Linked DNA regions of Mus musculus: region 1 is linked to region 2. The links are chromatin contacts, called in public Hi-C maps. All regions are on one chromosome and are shown on one strand. Each heading gives the region's core, a stretch centred on a gene start, on an enhancer-like site or on the middle of the called end of the contact. The rest is flanking DNA. Distances are from core to core; before and after follow the strand shown.

Region 1 (4,806 bases), core at 443-2,942, 7.4 Mb before region 2:
TGACATAGAAGCACGAGAGACGTGTACCGAAAACACACACACTCATTGCCTGGAAAGACGTAAGGACACACAAACACAAAATGTATGTGCACAGGAATACGGGTGCACACGTTCTCAATAGCTTCCGCGAGGCGGGAGCGCGGACACACACAGACACACTCCGATACCCACCGACACACACGCAGGTACTGGGGTGGGGCGGTGACCGCTAATCCTCCACAAAGCCGGGCCCCTCCGGGGGGCCCCCCCAGCACAGGGGGCCACTTCTGACCAAGCCTCCCTCAGGCTCCAAATCTGATCCGCCCTCTCGCCTCTAGCGGGGTCAGGGGACCCGCCCTCCGAGCCCTCCATCCCCTCCCGGCTTCGCGCCGCTGCTCCACAGCCGGAGGGGCCAGGGCCGCCCAGCAGCAGCTCGCAGGGGCTGTTAACTCCTGCCCTGGGACCGCACCATCCCTCCTGCTATTCCAGGACGAAACCCGCGCGGGAGTGGTGGGGCCGAAGGTACCCTGTTTCCCGATGCGACGTCTTCTAGTTTTCTCGCGGATGTCTGGCCGGATGCACCCAGGAGTCTCCAGCTGCGTGCCGCTGGCCTTGCGTTGCCCGCTGTCGAGGCCCACTTTGCCAAGGGTGGCCAGCGCTCAGTCTCTAACCCTGGCCAGGTCCCTTAGCCACAATGAAAGGGCACCGATTTCAGAGGTCACACAGATTTCCTTAGAACGACTGTACCCATGCCGTTCCAGGCCTCCACCCCTAGATCTTGAGGACACCACTTCTTACCTGCCCCTCATACTCCAAGCCTTGGGAGGCCCAGCCTTCGCCCACTGACCCCGGCCGGGAACAAGATATCTTTCCGAGCCCTGTTGACCCTCTTAACACTCTCTTGGTCTCAACCCGGGCCTGACCGTCCTCTTTCACCCAAGATCTCCCATTCTGGCTATGAGAGCCCCCTCAACTCATTCCCCCGCCCTATTTCTGCCAGGCCTGGGCTTTTTGGGACTACTTACTCAAACTACAGCCCTTACACCCCCTCCCCAGGTCAGGGTTCCCTTTGGCGAGTCCGGGGCCAGCGGTTCTTGCTTACATTTGATGTTCCCCATCCCTCGACCCTAGGAGCCCTCTCAGCACACCAGGCTGTCCGGTGCAGGCCCCGCCTCCCGAGGGGACACCAACTCAGACCCTGCGACCTACCTTAGACTACGAGTCCGGGTTTGGGCCAGCCGCTCCCGCCTGGCGCTGTCCCCTGGAGAAGTCGCTGCGTTCCCCGCCGTCCTCACAGTCTGGCCTCGCTTGGGGCCACTCCTCTGAGCGCTGGAGCTTAAAAAAAAAACAACAAAAATATTAATAATAAAAAAGGCAAGAAAGAAAAAAAAGAAAGCCTGATTTCCCCAACTCCCAAATCAATTTTTCAAGAGGGGTGGGGCACAGGATTTGTTTCGATGGCTAACCAAACTTCTGCCAATGGTGGACAGGATGGTCGCCTGGATTCAGGGCGCGGCACGGGGTGCAGGACGGGGGCTAAGGGAGCCCTCCCGCAGGGAGGGGGGGAGGCGACGGCACTATTTGACGTGGAGCAGCCGGCTCATCCCGGCGCAGTGATACGAGGCGCACCAATGAGTTCAAATGTCAGGAAGTTTGAGGAGGGGTGAGGCGGCTCGGGGCCGGAGTATCCCTCCGCCGCCAGCCCCAGCTCTAAACCGAGCGGCTCCTCGGGCGCACCATGGCACTGGAGTAGTGCGGGGAGCGCGCCTGGAGCCCCGCGGCCTGCTGCGCCCCGCCCGGGACCCTGCTGCGACGCCCGCGCCCCCCCAGCCCGCGGGGCCGCCCCTGCACCCCCGCCCCCTCCCCCGCCCGCCGCCGCCGCCGCCGCCTCCTCCTACTCCTCCGGGCGGCTCCGCGTGCCGCCCGCTGCTGCAGCCGGGACCCGGGGCTGACAAGCAGGTGACAGGCGAGCAGCGAGTGCGCGTGGCTGCGAGTAGCCGGTAGAGAGCGGCGCGCGGGGCTGCCAGCCGCCCGGGCCCTCCCGCACGACGCCGGGGCCCGGGGCCAGCGCGCCGCCGCTCCACGCTCGCCCCGGGGCAGCGGGCGGCCCCGACCCCGCGGGCGCCGCGCCTCCCCGGCTGCAGCGGAGCGGGCGGACGGGCCGGAGGGTGAGCGGCCCAGCCGGCGGGGTCCGCAGCGCGCCGGGCGTCCCATGGATATAGCAACAGGTCCCGAGTCGCTGGAGAGGTGCTTCCCTCGCGGGCAGACGGACTGCGCCAAGATGTTGGACGGCATCAAGATGTTGGACGGCATCAAGATGGAGGAGCACGCCCTTCGCCCCGGGCCCGCCACCCTGGGGGTGCTGCTGGGTGAGTGCTGGGTCGCAACGCTCGAATAGTGCGGGTCAGGGGGTAGGGTTGTCCGTCGTGCCGCTGTGGATACCGGCGTGAGGGGCAAAGAATAAAGAAAATAGGTTTTCAGGACGTGGGGAGGGGGTCCGGACCCCTGGAATGACCACCGGAGGGGTAACAAGCACACCGAGACAGAGCTCCCTGAGGGGAAAACGTTCAGGGACGTCACCTAGACAGAGGACTGAACAGCCTCAGCCGTCACTCACACCGTCCTCTCCGGGTCTGGGTTCTAGTGCTGCTACACTGGACTGAGCTGGGGTGGGAAGCGGGTGGCAGGGATGCTGGAGAACCAAGTTGTCTCCTTAGAGCCCGGGAGAGAGGCCAGGTCACCTGGGGAAGGGGAGCTTTTAGAAGAGAAAACTATCCCCGGGTCTATCCCAACCGCGGTTCTTGGGGTAGAAGGTTCCAACAGCATCGTGGGGCGTGTCAGCCAGCGAGTGTCCTGGCCTCACCTCGCTGGTTGGGTTCCAGCCGGCCACCCCGCGCGGAGCTCCTTCTCGTTGGTAATAACACCATCCGCTGGATCTCCGCGAGCGGGGAGAGCGCAGCGCCCAGCCAAGGCTGCAGGCCCTCGGCCTCACGGCGCCCCAGCTTACGGAAAGGAGCGTGCTGTCTAGGGCTGCCGGGTCTCTGGCTCGCCGGCTGGGGTCCTCAGGCGACGGGAGGCGCTCCGGGGCTGGGCCAAGCGGCGCTGACGGCCCGGCTCTCGCCCTGTGCGCTGCAGGCTCCGACTGCCCGCATCCCGCCGTCTGCGAGGGCTGCCAGCGGCCCATCTCCGACCGCTTCCTGATGCGAGTCAACGAGTCGTCCTGGCACGAGGAGTGTTTGCAGTGCGCGGCATGTCAGCAAGCCCTCACCACCAGCTGCTACTTCCGGGATCGGAAACTGTACTGCAAACAAGACTACCAACAGTAAGCGCCTCTCGCCCTCCTCTCTTTCCCCGCCATGGACCAGCACTCCAGCCCGGCCGGTCCCTGCCGGGAAGGGCCCACGCCGCCCTGCGGCCGGCTCTGCGCTCCACTGGGCCCGGCAGCTCCGATGGCTCAAAGGGCTGCGTGTCTCCGGGCTGGGGCGAATCATCTCCTTCCAGCCGACAGTGGTGGGGTGCCCCTAGGTGCCATCTGTTGTCCCGGAAACCTGCGCAGAGTGACTGAATTGGGGTACAAGACAAAGCCCGGGGCGGACTGGTCGGTCGATACGATGTTTGTCCTGGGAGAGGGCTTGGCCCCTCTAAAGCCTGAAGTGGGGACAAGAATATATTTTCCAAGAAAGGCATTGCTTTAGAGAGCCAAGCCTGACTGTGTTTCCCCAGTTCAAGAGCGTCTGGGGTTCCTGGAGCAGGGAGGTGGGTGCTGGACCCTGGCTGCGATGCAGGCGGGAGATCTCCACCCTGGCTGGCTCCTTGCGCCACTTTTCTTCTCTGGTAAAGAGAAATGGGTGTCCTTCTTCCTAAACCGTTCCATACGGGAATTTTGCCCTTACAATTTTTCTTAGCTGGAGAATCAATCTGTCTAGGAAGCTACAGCTTCCTAGACAGCTCTTCGTTGAAGTGGCTGACTGAAGGAGTCAGGCCCAGACAGCCTTCTTTCTTGCAGCATGCTGGAAAAGGGTGGTTGATACTAGAGGTGTGGTTTGAGCCTTACCTGCTGGCTTCTATGCTAAGCAGGGTGGCACTGTGGACTTGTGTGGCTGAAGGCTGGGGACAGACCGCAGAAGATGCAGAGCTTTTCTGGTGACCTACCTGGAAGTGCAATGGGGGAGGTTGAGTTGGGGTGCAATGAGGAGCCTTGGTGGGAAGAGGGGTGTGGGAATCTTGGGAGGGAAGTTGCAGAGACAAGCGTGAGACTGTGGGAAGTTCTAAGTGGCGTTCAGAAAGGCTTCTTGGATGGGACTCCTCAGGTGTTCTGGGCTGGAGTGGTCTCTGGGTGCCAAAGCCCTTGGAGAAAAAAGGCAGGGTTACGTGTGCCATGCAGTAAATGCAGCCAAAGTATTGGTCTCCAAATCCAGGGTCTAGCTTGGAAAGGGGCAGCTAAACTCTTTGACTAGGGCCTAACAACTGGGGCTGCAGGCCAGAGCCCTGCAGAGGGCCTTGGTGGCCGGCTGCTGTTGTATCCCCGGGAACTAGGAACCAGTCAGGGACTGCTTTTTTGCACCTTGCTCTTTTTGGTGGCTGGGGTAGGGTGGGGTTTTCTATGGGCAAGAATTGGGGTAGGTTTTGAGGATTCTTCTTTTGTTGGTTCTATAACATGATGTAGGCCTGTCCCTCTCTGTGGTCGGTGTTCCCCAGGTTTAGGCATATCATTGATATCTGTCCTGTGTCTGTGCCATGGAACTCTAGTTCCTGGGGAGAAAAAGGCCACCAGGCATACAGCAGCAGGAATAAAACGAGGTAGCACTGGTTGGGGACTTGGGGTGA
Region 2 (5,035 bases), core at 1,240-3,739:
AAACCCTTTTCTCCCATCTAGTTTGCAGACACAACTCTGAAGTTCTAAGAATTTTTTGTATAAATAAACTAGAGGCATTCGGGAAGACAGCCTAAAGGTCAGGCAGATAGTGAAGAGAGAATGGACTATGCTGAGACCTGCATCCTCAGATTGTCTCTGAACCCACAGAGCCTGGGAGGACCAGCCAGTCAACTAGAAAGCTGTTGAGCCTCTCACCAAATTTCCCTCCCATCTGTGCCCAGCCTGGGGCAGATTGCCCTGCAGGCACCTGGGAACTTCTGCTCAGGACCCTTCAGCTCTTCAGTAGCTGGTGGGTTTGCATGCATGAGCCTTTTCTGGAAATAGGGGTTGGAGAAAAGGGACTAAAATCTGCCTTCAGAGTACTGGATGCAGGTGGTTGAGTTCGTAGTTGGAGGCTTCTGACCTGTGCCTGCAAGCAAAAGGCCTTTGGACCCAGAATCTATTCCACGGAGTGGGTGAGGAGTGCAGTCCCAGGCTAACAGCTCAGAGGCTCCCAAACCTGAGTACTATGAACGTGGCACCTCTAGCCAAGGCCCAGAGCCCACGACAGCAAGTTGGAGCCACTATGCTACTCTGTAACAGGTAAAGGAAGGTCCAGAGAAAAGGCTACCTCGAATTATAAACTAGTCAGACCCAGCCCTAGAGTGACGCCAGCCTGACTCCGCCTGCCCAGGCCTGGAAGGGGCCAAGGGCGGGGACAGAGGAGGGGCGGGGCAGGCTTGTGAAGGTCCCCAGCACGCTGGTGCCTCCTTCAGCACCGCGGACAGCGCCAGCCCAGCGAGTGGGCCAAGGCCTGAAAGAGGTCCAGCACTTCCAGGAACACCCCGCACGAACCACTGGATTAGTGACTGCCATGCTGCTAGAAGCAGAACTCGATTGCCACCGAGAGAGGCCCGGTGCCCCTGGAGCTTCTGCCCTCTGTACCTTCAGCAGGACTCCAGGTAAGAGCCATTGCAACCTACAAGTCTCCATGCCAGGCAGGAAAAAGAGAAGAGACAGAATGCAGAGGGGTGACCAGGAGGGAGTGACTGCGGAGAAAAAAAGTACAAGGTGACAGCAGGCAGGAGAACAGGAAAGCTACAGGGTCAACAGTGACCAGAAAGGCCTGGGGCTGGTCCTAGAGATTGAATGTCCCACAGCTTCCAGAACTGCTTTGGCTTGCAGCAAGAATCCCCAGGCCAAGTCTCCCGCTTGAACTCTGATTCCCCAAGGGCCATTTCACTGCCACGGACGTTGGGAAATAATGGAGGCATTGTTGGCGGCAAGCCAGATGCCCAACAGTGTGGAGCCGCCCCTTCCCTAGTCTAGCCATACATGGCCCCCGCCCCACTGCCCTCTGCAGCAGCTGACACTCAATGGCTCACATCTCAGCTCACCCAGCACCCATTTCACTCCAAGCTAGTGTTCCCTGACCTCGGAATAACAAGTACAGAGCAACATGAAGGGACGGCTGCAGGCACAGGGCTCTTTCCGAGGCAGCAGCTGTGCTGGGACCAAGTGGAGAATCTTGCGTTCTTTCATTCATCCTTCCCATTCTGGGGTCTGATCGGTCACAGTCCTAGGGATGGAGGCAGAACAGGACAAGAAGAGGAACCAGGAGGGTGGCAGCAACCTGCTGATTCTGCAAACACTTCTAGGGTGTCCCTAATTGTTACCAGGGCACTATACCCTGCTGGATTCTAGTTCCTACCAGGAACTGCATAGGTCTGGCGCTGTCTCCTGGCTGGGTAGTAGGAGCCCTCAGTGAGGGCTCATGCAAGGATAGGATGATGGGTTCTGGTGGGCTCACCTGTTCGAATGGGGATGAGATGTGGAAATCCAGGTGCAGGGATTGTTCTAAGGAATTGGGGTGGGGAAGTAAGGGTAGATCTCAGGGCTTCCGCAGCTCAACCCTTTTCTGGCCTAGAGTCTTGGTGTGTTCCCGCAGAGGACACCGGATCTGAGGTCCTAAGAATCGTTCCTTCTCGCTGTACTGGCTCCAGGAGGCACTTCTAGTGGTGGGGTCCAGAGTGTCAGAGTTGGGGGACCTTCAAATCGAGCTCCTCGTAGCTCTACTGTGGCTTCTTTGCCACCACGTTCCCTCGCGATGGCTATCAGGTTGCCCTTCTGCTGACCAGGTGTGGTCTCAATGCTGTCCAGCTCCGGTTCAGAGTCTAAACGTGAGCAAAGAGAACGCAGTTCCCTCCCTGCCGCTTCCCTCGGGACCTCAGCCTTCCGGGAGGCTTAGCGAACTTGCTTGGGGCAGGGGCGAGCATCTGTAGGAAGCCTTGAGTGGTTACTGCGCTGTCTCCGTCCTCGGGAAGTGCAAGCCAGACGGCTTCTAGGCACCTCGGTTCCGGCTGAAAGGTGCACAGTCTCCAGTGGCCTCCAGTGGCCCCGGGAGCGTCTCTGCGACCCCCGGCCCAGCCCCGCCCCGCGGCCCCGCCCCCCACCGCTCCGCCCTCCGCGGGCCCGAGGCTTGGCGCCCAGAGGCCTCCCGTGGGCACAGCGCCCAGCAGCGACACGAGTCGCTCCGACGCCAGCTCGGAGTCCCTGCAACGGTGGCCTCGCCAGACCCAGGGGAAGTTCAGGGTCGGAGGGCGGCAGCACCAGGCACCTGGCCCCATGGAAGCTCGCGGGGAGCTGGACCCGTCCCGGGAATCCGCGGGCGGAGACCTGCTGCTGGCGTTGTTGGCGCGAAGGGCTGACCTGCGCCGAGGTGGGTGCCCGACGGAGAGGCTGCACTGAACAGGCCCAGATGTCCTCGGCTTTTTCTGGCCCTTGTGCGGAGGCCAGCAGAAGCCAAGGTATCTGGACAAGGGTGTGTCTGAGGGGCTCTGACATGGCTAAGCAAAGGCATCTCAAACCTCCAAAGTGTGTGGCCCTCCTGGTGCTGTGTTGTCCTGGCTTTGGGAGCCCTTGGTGATCCAGGAACGGTTTAGGAGACCTTTTGCAGCTCTGAGCTGGCTGAGGCCCCTGAGCTGGAGGGAGCATGTGAAGATGTTTCAGGACTCAGGAATCAGGGAGCAGGAGTTTCTCCTTAGGAACTGCCTTCACTCAGTTCCTTTCCCCCCATTTTCAGCGAGATCAGGTCTGGGTCATGCTGAACTCATCTCCCCTGAGTCGAGTCTTAGTGTCTGCACCGGCAGTTTACCACTAGGCTGGTGGTCAAGACGCGATTACAGGGAAAAGTGGAACTTGTCCGGGCCCCCAGTTTCTTGATCGTACCAGTCTTTTTGCAGGGCTTTGGTTCTGGGGAATAAAAGCGCTCTCCGTTTTCAAGCTGAGAGTATAACAGGATAGGAAAAGAGGAAGTTAGGCTGGCAGAAGGTCTGTCGAAGCAAGTGGGAAAAGGATTCTATGCAGACTGGGGGTATCGGATATGGCCTACTTGCTTATTTATTTATTTATTTATTTATTTATTTATTTTCCAATGGTTTATGGGATGGGTTACCCGCAGGAGCTGGGAGGAAGAGATGGGAGGGGGGATGAGAAAGGGAGGGAGGAAAGCTTGGTAAGCTAGGCTCCAGAGAGAGTTCTGTGAGGCTTGCTAGAGCACTGTTGGCTCCCGAGGCTCCACTGGGCCCTCCAACTCTGTGTAGGAAACTGTACTGAGACTGGAGTTCACCATGCCACGTAAGCAAGAGGAGATCGAGGGTGGCTTCACTGGGAGGCTTGACGGTGGCGACGGCTTTTGTAGGAAGCGGGTGTCCCCGTGTCCCTGCTGTGGGCTTCTTGGCCGAGGCGCTGTCCGTGCCTGGGTGCTGAATTTGCAGTGTTTGGCCTGTCTAGCCACCTCACTCTCTTCTGGGTATCCTTGTGGCCTTACGACGGCTCTGGTGGTGCTCTGGTACAGCTACAGTCGATCTCCACGTCCACACTTGGAGATGTGGTTTTGCTCAGGGTGGGACAGCATCCATCGCAGGCTTGTGCCCAGTGCTGGAGGGAGGTGGGGCAGTCCTTTTCTAATTCCTCCCACCAGTGGAGGCCAGCCTGAAGCTAGTTGTTTGCAGCTAGAGATGTAAAGACACTTGTGTGGGTATGAAGTGAGTGGGCCCTGGGTGCTGCACATGCATCTCCTTTTTCTAGTAACCTTTCCTAAATGGCGGGGATCTCCTTATCCCATGAACCAGTCTTATCCCACCAGCCCCTAAGACGAGATTACACCTTTAGATTTTTCCCACCCAGTTTCCCTGAGGCCTGCAGTCTTTGGGGGATGAGAACTCAGATGCTAGAAGAATTGGTGGTGTAGAGAGTTGAAGTCATCTACCGTGCACTGCAGTTCACACCTTAACAGCAGATCTCTCACATATACATACATACATACATACATACATACATACATACATACATACATATGAAAGCATATGTGTGTGTTCAAAAAACCATAGCCAATGAACTCATAAATACCTGCTGCCATTCAAGTGAGGACAGCATCCACCTATTCATACCTCAGGCAGGGGCCAGCGCTGGACAGCCTCACTTTGCTGGAACTCTGCAAAGGCGATGAAGTTCCATGTGTGGTCTTTTGCCCTTGCTGATAAGGACATGTCTTTCTTTCTTTCTTTCTTTCTTTCTTCTTTTTTCCCCCGGCTTTCCAGATCACCCCAAGAGTGGGGTTTTCGTTTGAGATGGACATGACCTGTCTGGCACTGGCACTTTGTAGAGCTTACAGGACAGCCCAGTCACTTTCCTGCTGTGGACACCTTTCTATACCTATTTCACTTTCCCTTGGCTGCAGTGCGACTGAGGGATGCTGCAGGATACAGTACCTGAGCACTACTCTCACTGGGGAGCCCGGTGGCCCCAAATGCCTACAGGAGACAGTGGCAGAAAAGCCGATCCTTGCACACCCCTAAGGCCTGCAGGCTGACCAAGCTGATGAAAAGGCCATCGCTCATTGTTTGTGGTCCCATGACCTGGCTTATTCTTGTATCCACAGAGATCCCGATGTGTGCAGGCTGTGACCAGCACATCTTGGACCGTTTCATCCTTAAGGCTCTGGACCGACATTGGCACAGCAAGTGTCTCAAGT

What was found. Hi-C and Micro-C count contacts between places; a contact is called where the count stands out from the background.
Region 1: a contact with region 2 is called in a Hi-C map of epiblasts, with 12 times the contacts expected there. The contact joins the promoter of Lmx1b here to the promoter of Lhx3 in region 2. A contact is called at or near these places in 1 of 39 promoter capture datasets (embryonic stem cells) and 2 of 484 Hi-C or Micro-C datasets (embryonic stem cells and epiblasts).

The regions. Positions count from the first base shown.
Region 1 is chr2:33,637,984-33,642,789 of GRCm38.p6, reverse strand. It overlaps Lmx1b (LIM homeobox transcription factor 1 beta), which reads left to right and starts at 1,692. Exons shown (of 8, transcript NM_010725.3): 1 at 1,692-2,348; 2 at 3,115-3,301. The coding sequence starts at 2,192. Gm39790 (a long non-coding RNA gene) reads right to left here and starts at 3,129. Exons shown (of 3, transcript XR_866136.3): 1 at 2,843-3,129; 2 at 2,560-2,720; 3 at 2,319-2,411. It overlaps C130021I20Rik (Riken cDNA C130021I20 gene), which reads right to left and starts at 1,597. Exons shown (of 3, transcript NR_046275.1): 1 at 1,446-1,597; 2 at 1,189-1,314; 3 at 1-663.
Region 2 is chr2:26,204,029-26,209,063 of GRCm38.p6, reverse strand. Lhx3 (LIM homeobox protein 3) reads left to right here and starts at 2,489. Exons shown (of 6, transcript NM_001039653.2): 1 at 2,489-2,719; 2 at 4,943-5,035. The coding sequence starts at 2,626.